2 separate regions of the Sus scrofa genome follow, and region 2 is linked to region 1. A link is a contact called in public HiChIP or PLAC-seq data. All regions are on one chromosome and are shown on one strand. Each heading gives the region's core, a stretch centred on a gene start, on an enhancer-like site or on the middle of the called end of the contact. The rest is flanking DNA. Distances are from core to core; before and after follow the strand shown. Region 1 holds the start of PITPNM2 (membrane-associated phosphatidylinositol transfer protein 2). Region 2 overlaps PITPNM2 (membrane-associated phosphatidylinositol transfer protein 2).

The links. HiChIP or PLAC-seq counts read pairs in DNA pulled down with a chosen protein or histone mark.
Region 2: a contact with region 1 is called in an H3K27ac HiChIP or PLAC-seq map of skeletal muscle. The contact joins the enhancer-like site here to the promoter of PITPNM2 in region 1. A contact is called at or near these places in 2 of 5 promoter capture datasets (fetal liver and liver), 5 of 47 Hi-C or Micro-C datasets (alveolar macrophages, embryonic fibroblasts, heart right ventricle and 2 more) and 1 of 2 datasets of contacts at active chromatin or transcription factors (skeletal muscle).

What each region holds. Positions count from the first base shown.
Region 1 is chr14:29,728,316-29,732,478 of Sscrofa11.1, reverse strand. PITPNM2 (membrane-associated phosphatidylinositol transfer protein 2) reads right to left here and starts at 2,379. Exons shown (of 27, transcript XM_005670599.3): 1 at 2,319-2,379.
Region 2 is chr14:29,850,784-29,854,946 of Sscrofa11.1, reverse strand. All of the region lies in intron 3 of PITPNM2 (membrane-associated phosphatidylinositol transfer protein 2), which reads right to left. Among named protein-coding and RNA genes, the nearest start is that of ARL6IP4, 36 kb to the left of the region's middle. Within about 2 kb of position 1,841, at least 26 of the 83 cell types and tissues checked have an H3K27ac peak or open chromatin away from gene starts, as enhancers often do. A contact at or near this core is called in embryonic fibroblasts, fetal liver, retroperitoneal adipose tissue and 1 more, where this site is marked.

The DNA of each region.
Region 1 (4,163 bases), core at 1,130-3,629:
CTTCAGTGACAGAACACACGCACCCCCCTCACCCCCACCTCTCATCGTCTTTTCCAAAAGCAGCCAGGCAGGGATCTTGATGCACCAGAAGTTTCCTCTTCTAATCACTACAAGTTAACTGCACATCCTCCATGACTGGCTTTTCTTGGAGACCAAGTTGGAAAGCCTTAACCGGATGGGATGGTTAGGAGAACCTCTGCCTGTTTTGAAAACAGGCCCCTAGACAGGAAGGAAGGCAAAGTGGGGTCCTCATGAGAGAGAAGGTACAGTCAACCTGGAACAAGGGCTCTTGGCTTCTCACCACTTATCCAATTATGAGAACCCCCCACATGCCAGGCACTACGGGGGATACAGAGAAATGAGATTCAACTCCGAACCCCCAGGCACAGGGGGAGGGACAGGGTAACCTTTAACTGCCATATCACGTGGATTAAGGTGACATATAAATTGGATTAAGGTGACACAAAGGTGGCACGAACAATCCTGGGTCTCAATAACAATTGATAAGGCAGAGGATGCTGCTCCAGGTCCTGAAGGACCTCATCCAAACAGAGGAATTTTCTTTCAGATTCCATAAGGACCACCCAAGACCAAGAGAAACCAAGGGACTCAGGGAAGCTCGTACAGACCTTATGGGGATGATCAGGCCTGGAACCTTGACTCCTACAATCCAATTCTACATCCTACTGCCTCCCATGCCTCGTGAGTGCAAAGGCCAAAGAGAGATATCCATTCCACACCCAGAGCCTAGAGAGTCCAGTCTGGGCCTGGCCATCATCACAGCAGAGCATGTACTGTCCTGGTCATTTGGCAAGTCACTCCCTACCAGAAAAACAATGGCTTCCTAACTGGGTTTCTCTCTGCAAAGGAAAAGACTGGGAATCTCCCATCACAAAAGAAGAAAAATTTAACAGAGACCATCAGGGGTCAGATCAATTAGGGCCCCAGAGGCAAGCTAGGGACGGGGCTTCTACTCTATCTGGACACCGATGCTGACAGTGCACAGGGTGCTGACCCAAGGCCACCAGGGACAAATCAAACTGCACCTGTCCTCCATCCTCCAGGAGCTCACAATCCAGCGGGACAGATAAGCCAGGCACAAAAGTAACTAAAATAAGGCAGGAGGTGATAAGAGTCACACAAGAGACACAGATAAGGTGCAGTGGGAGTTCAGAGCAGAGATGAGTCACACTGGGGGCTTGGCCGTGGGGGAGATTCAGGTGAAGGGGAGCATTTACTACATTCCCCTCAGAAAGGAGGTGAGGGGGTGTCTAGCCTCTCAGCCCCAGTGGCTCCCAGGTGGGGGCTGCTTGAGAGCCAGCAGCAGACTAAGAAAGATGCTCCAAAGGAGGTCCTCTCTGAAGAATCCGGCTTCTGGAGAGGAGAAGGGGGGCCCTGAGACCCCAGTCCATATTTCAGAAGTTGGGAGAGGAGTGTAGGATGAGGAATCAGGAATGTACGCAGAGGCAGCAAATGCGTTGAAAAGGGACAGAGCTAGAAGATTTGCCTTGAAATGACATTTGCCTAGCAAACACACTCTATTTACTTAGAACTTCCATCTGAGGTTTCCCGGGGGAGTGAGTGCACATTATGGGGGAGGGGAGCTCTAGGGTCTCCTCCCCAAGTCACCCATCAGCCCTGCCCCTGAAAAGAAAGGATGGGGTGGAGGGAGTAAGGAGGAAGCTGGCTGCCCTAAAACAGAGCTGGCACCTCAGGTTACAACAGGAAAGGGAGACTCACAGGATGGAGATAGGCCAGATTTTCTTCCAGCGAGGGGGACAGCGGCAGCACTTCTTCTAAGTCCTGGCCCCTTCTCTGAGGGCCACAGCCCATGCTCCGGCCCCGGACACCCACCTGGCTGGAGGGCTGTCTGGCCGGAGGCGGGAAGCCCAGAAGGCTGGACAGAGGGCTTCGGCCACCACTTCCTCTCAGAGCGCGGGCCGGCCCGGGCAGGCCCAGCACCACACACACACACACCTGCCCCTTGACCGCCGTGACACTTGGCACTGGGGGAGGGGAGTCCTCCGCGCCCCGGCCGGAACCGACAGAAATTCGGTATTAGCGCTAGGGCCCCGAATCCGGAGAGCCAGCGCCTCCCCCGGGGGCCGGGCTGGGGGCGATTTCCTGGGTCCGGGGTCCCCGCGCGCCACACCCTCCTCCCCGCGCGGGGCGGCCGGGGCCGGGTCTCCCGCTTTTCCCTCCCACCCGGCAGGCTGCCGGCGTGCCTGCTCCGCGCCCCCACATCCCCGGGGTTCGCCGGGGGCCTGGGGAGGGGGGCCGGCCGCTCCGCCTTCCGGCCCGGCCGCCGCCACACTCACCCGCTCCGCGCGGCGCGGCTCCGTCCTCTTCGGCCGCGCTGGGCCGCCGCCGCCTCACGCCGCTGGGGAGGCGCCGGCCCCGCGGCCCCGGCCCGGCCGGCTGCGCCCTGCCGCTCCGCGCGCCGCCGCCGCCAGCTGGCCCCAGGCGAGCGGCCGGGCCCCCGCGGGCATGCTCCCCGGCCGTCGGCGGGCGGGAGGCGAGCGGGCGCACGTGCCGGCCGCCACGGGTGTCAGCGCTCGGTGCGCGGGCCGTGGGCGAGGGGGAGGCGGCGGCGGCCGGCGGGGCGCGGGGCCAGGCGCGCCCGCGGACCGGCCTGACAGCTCTACGCCGCGGCGCCGCCGTGCCCCGCGCGCCCCAGCGGCCGCTGCTGCCCGTGCGCGCCGGGCCCGCCTTGCATTCCCTCACTCGGCAGCGGGCCTGCGCCTCCGTCAGGCCACGCGGGGAGCCGCCCGCCCGTCCCGAGGGCCGGCCTCCGCCAGGAGCCACCCGGCAAACTTGGCGACCTCTGCCCCGGCCACCCCCGAAGGCCCGGGGCTCGCTTCCACGCAGGGAGACCCCGGGAGCGGGACCCAGCCCACGACCTCTAGGCCCTCTTAATGCCGTCAGCCTCGCCTGATTTGCTAACACTCAGGAGTCGACAGGGGAAGGGAAGGGGCAATCTGCAGGAATTGGGGGGTCCGGGGGGGAAATCAAGTCCTTTGGTAGTAAAATGACAAATTAAGGGGAACGAATGCTGGAAACCTTCGGAAGGCATTTGGAATGTGTGGACAAACAAGTCAATCGAAGTCCAAACCTTGATGCCTGGTACTTATATTCATTACCGACCAGATTTGCAGAAACAGTTCTCTCTTCAAGACACCAAATATGGTCTGGGCCAAAAACTGAAAAGCTCTTTGGTCATCGAAAGTAGTGGGAAACAGTGGGAGTAATAGTAGCCAGAGGGTAAGTTCTAGTTCTCGACCTCAAGAAGGAACTGGCAGAGGATCAGAAAATGCTTCATGTTGATGTTCCCTCCCGATTGGACTCTCCAGTTGGAAAATAAAAAGACCAGGAGGGTACTGAGTGAAATTTAAAAGAGAGCATAGAGTGTCTGTTTAGAGTGAGCAAGGATGGCTTTGTCTGCCAAGATCTGAAGTAATGGAATTAACCAGGGCACACCTAAAACCTAGTGGTAGTTTACCTATTGCCAAGTATCACCTTACAAGGTTGAGGAGCCAGGAGTGCTTTTCCCTGGAAGGGTAAGTGCAAGCTAAAGTTAAAGCAATCCAAGACAGTTCAGATACTGGGAGAGAGAACAACTGACCAAAGGTTGTCCCATCTCCTTGGAGACTGAATGGGCCAAGAAAGCCATCATAACACAGCTCACCTCAAAACACGGTCTTGTGATGTTCATACCGAGACAAAGGGTTCCCACAAATACGAAACCGTCAACTCCTTCCCTCCACTAAGAGGTTCCCAAAGACCCATTAAAGGTATTCTGAGTACACAGATCTCCAGAGTGAGACTCTACCTATAAGGCCAGTCAGAACCAAGCACCTGGATGACTGCCACTGTAACCCTGCAATGATCATACCCGACCAGTTACTTAAGTACTTTAAGGACTTAACACCATTAAAAACCAGATCTCGGGAGTTCCCGTTGTCGCTCAGTGGTTAACGAATCCAACTAGGAACCATGGGGTTGCGGGTTCGATCCCCAGCCTCCCTCAGTGGGTTGAGGATCCAGCGTTGCCTTGAGCTGTGGTGTAGGTCGCAGACACAGCTCGGATCCCTCGTTGTGGCTCCGCGTAGGCTGGTTGGTGCCTACAGCTCCGATTAGACCCCTAGCCTGGGAATCTCCATATG
Region 2 (4,163 bases), core at 592-3,091, 120 kb before region 1:
CCACATAGAAACTCAAAATGGATCAAAGGCTTAATTGTAAGAACTTAATTGTAAGAGTCCTATGACTCTTAGAAGAAAACATAGGGCTAATCTCCATGACCTTGGATCTGACAATGGTTTCTCAAATATGACACTGAAAGCACAAGCAGTCAAAGAAAAAATAGGTAAATTGGACTTCATTAAAAATTTTAAAAAGGATTTCAAACCTGACCAGTATCCATGAGGACTCGGGTTTGATTCCTGGTCTCACTCACTGGATTAAGAATCTGGTGTCACTGTGAGCTGTGGTGTAGATCGCAGACACGGCTTGGATCCCAAGTTGCTGTGGCTGTGGCAAAGGCTGGCAGCTGCAGCTCCAATTCGACCCCTAGCCTGGGAACTTCCATATGCTGAAGGTGCAGCCCTAAAAAGAAAAAAGAAAAAAAAAAAAGGCAAAGGAAATTATACCTCAATAAAATTTAATTTAAAAAAATGGACAGGAGTTCCCATCATGGTGCAGTGGTTAACGAATCCGACTAGGAACCATGAGGTTGCGGGTTCGATCCCCGGCCTTGCTCAGTGGGTTAAGGATCCAGCGTTGCCATGAGCTGTGGTGTAGGTCGCAGATGCGGCTCGGATCCCGCGTTGTTGTGGCCCTGGCATAGGCTGGTGGCTACAGCTCTGATTAGACCCCTAGCCTGGGAACCTCCATATGCTGCGAGAGCAGGCCAAGAAATGGCAAAAAGACAAAAAAAAAAAAAAAAAAAAAAAAAAAAGGACAAAGGACTTGAACAGACAAAAGGACCAATAATCACGTAAAAAGATGCTCAATACAACTAGACCTTGGGGAAATGCAAATCAAAACTACAATGACATACCACTTCACACCCACTGGGATGGCTAAAAAGCCGGACAATAAGTGGTGGTGAGGATGTGGAGAAATGGTCATGCTTATACTTTACTGGTGGGAATGTAAAATGGTGCAAAAATGGTGCAGCTGCTAGGGAAAACGGTTTGACTGTTCTTCAAAAAGTTGAACATAGAGTTAGTTACCATATGACCCAATAATTCCACTCCTGGGCATATACATCCAAGAAAGTGAACACATATGTCAACAAAGAAACTTGTAACCAGTATTTGTAACCAAGATTCATAGCCACATTAGTCACAACAGCTGAAAGGTGGAAGCAACCCAAATGTCCATGAATTGATAAATGGATAAACAAATTATATCCATGCAATGAAATCTGATTTGTCTGTAAGAAAAGAAGGAAGGAAGTACTGACACATGCTACAACATGGATGAAACTTGAAAACATGCTGAGTGAAAGAAACCAGACAGAAAAGGCCATACACTGTACGATCCCATTTATATGAAATGTCCAGAACAGGCAAATCCATAATCAGAAAGTAGTTGATTCGTTGCCTGGGGGCTGGGGGGAAAATACAGAGTGGCTTCTCTATGGGGTGATGAAAACACTGTAAAATTGTGATGGTTTCACAACTCTGCGAATATGCTAAAAGCCACTAAACGGTACACTTTAAATGTGTGAACTGTGTGGTGTGGGACTTACATCTCAATAACTCTGGTATAAAATAAAACAAACAAAAACCAATGCCACCTCTTGTACTCACTAAGCTTTCAGAGAGCTCAAACATGAGGAGTGGGCAGGGCCTTCCGAGGCACCGCCTGAGAGACAGGATGCCTGGGTCACCTCTGAGGGTCCCTTGCCACAAATGCCCTTCCCAGGGTCCAAAAGTTCAGGTTTCTGCTTCTGCACAAAACCTCACAGTCAAGGTGCTGGTGACTTTTAAGCCCAGCATCTGTTTCCATGGTGACATGACGGCATTGCCAAGGCCATCCTCGGTCAGCTTCCTGAACAGCACGTGTGCGCACACTCTCACACACACACAGACTCCCAACAGCACTGCCTCACCTTCGGGGCGCGACCCTAGGGCACAGAGACATGCTCTATCTCCATGGCCAAAGCCACTGAGTCCCCTTCAGGAAAAAAAAAAAAAAAAAAAAAAAAAAAGACCCTGGTTGAGGTCATAGATGAGGTCAGAGCAGGGACATGCCATTCCTCGCTCTTTAAAGGAGTCCTGGAACGTGGCCCAGATTCCGTAAGGAAAACAGCGACTGTTTCCTGGACGCTTTCCAAGCTCCTGCTTCTTACAGTAGCTTCGTTTATTAGTGGCTGTGCTAAGTGCTTGGAATGGTGTTTCTCTTTTAGTGACCACAACAACCCCTTGAGAAAGGTTTGGGGCTCCTATTACTGCCAACGTACAGAAAGGAAGGTGGAGGCTCAGAGAGGTCACGTGACCTGTCCGAGGTTACAGTTGTCAAATGGCAGAGCGGGGACCAGCTCAACTTGTTAGAATCCAGGGCCTGCTCATCTGAGGTATTGAGCACCTCAAGAGAAACACCTTGGCACAAAGTAGGTGCTGACAAACAGTTATTAGGCAAGTAAACAGACCCTAGTGCCAGCTCCATGACCTTCTCTCACCCGGGACAAATTGCTTCTTCTGTCTGGTGTCAGTTTGCAAAGCTCTAGTGTCAGTTTGCAAAGTGGGGATGGAGCTACCTATCTGCCCAAGCCCTAATGGACTGGGTTTAAGGGCCCCCCACAATCGATGTCCCCACCTGGAATCTCAAATTGTGACCTTACTTGGCTAGAGGATCTGTGCAGAGGTAATGAGTTAAGAGGAGATAATTTAAAATTTTTTTTCTTTTATTTGTTGGTTGCCTCAAGGCATATGGAGTTCCTGGGCCAGGAATCAGATCCGAGCCATGGCTGCGACCTATGCTACAGCTGGGGCAACGCAGGATCCTTTAAGTGCCTGTGCCAGGCTGGGGACTGAACCTGTGTCCTGGTGCTGCAGAGACACTGCTGATCCTGTTGCACCACAGTGGGAACCCCAAGAGGAGGTCATCCTTTTTTTTTTTGCTTTTTAGGGCTGCACCCAGAGCACATGGAAGTTCCCAGGCTAGGGGTTGAACCAGCGCTACAGCTTCTGGCCTATACTACAGCCACAGCAATGTGGGATCTGAGCCTCATCTGCAACCTACACTGCAGCTCACGACAACGCTGGATCCTTAACCCACTGAGCAAGGCCAGGGATTGAACCCGCATCCTCATGGACACTGGTCGGATTTGTTTCTGATGCGTCACAACAAGAACTCCGAGAGGGGGTCATCTTAACTTAAAAGCGTTACATGATTAATGGTGGGATATCGATCCAATGACTGTTGTTCTTATACAAGGAGAAAATGGATCACACACACACCGAGGGCAGGTGACCAGGTGATGACAGAGGCAGAGACTGGAGTGAAACAGCTTTAAATCAAGGGATGTCAAGGATTGCTGATCACCACCAGAAGGTGGGACAGGAAAGAAGGATCCCCCCCCCAGCCCCACCCCACCCCAAGGCTTTCAGAGGGAGCACTGCCCGCTAACACCTTGATCTTGGACTTCTGCCCTCTAGAACTTTGACAGAATACATTTCTGCAGCTTTAAGCCACCCAGTGTGAGTTGCTTTCTTATGGCAGCCTCAAGAAACGAAGCATCAGGAGAGCTGAGTGGCTGGGTGAGAAGAAGATGTGCATGTTAGAGGACCAGGGCACTTGAAGCCTCTGAGGGCTGAGGTGGGCACCAGGCCTGCCAGAGATCCCAGGACAGGGAAGGCACAGGGAAAGCCAGCCAGGGAACAGGGGCTGGAAGGGTCCCTCCCACCTGGCCTCGCTGGGGCTGCACAAAATCCCCCTGCCATTCAGGTGGCTTTGGCCCGAGTTGCCTTTATTCTTCCCTCCCAGGAAAGCCAGTCTGCCCCCCATCTCCCCTAGCAGCTCCCTCCAGAGGCTCAGGGGAGATCCTCCCTCGCCTTCTCCAGCTTTTGCCAGCCCAGGCGTTCCTCAAGTGGATGCCTCCCTCTGTCTCTGCCTCCACTCTCACATGTCTTTTTCCCTGGGTCTCTCTCTGTCCTCACCTCTCCTTACAGGGACTGCAGTCATTCGATTTAGGACCCACTCTAAATCCAGGATGATCTTAAGATCCTTAATAAATTACATCTGCAAAGACCCTCTTTCCCAATAAGGTCACAGTCTGAGGTTCTGGGTGGATGTGAATTTAGGGGACACTAGTCAACAAGTGTCCTCCATCCCTCCTGTGAGTGAGCTCCAGCCT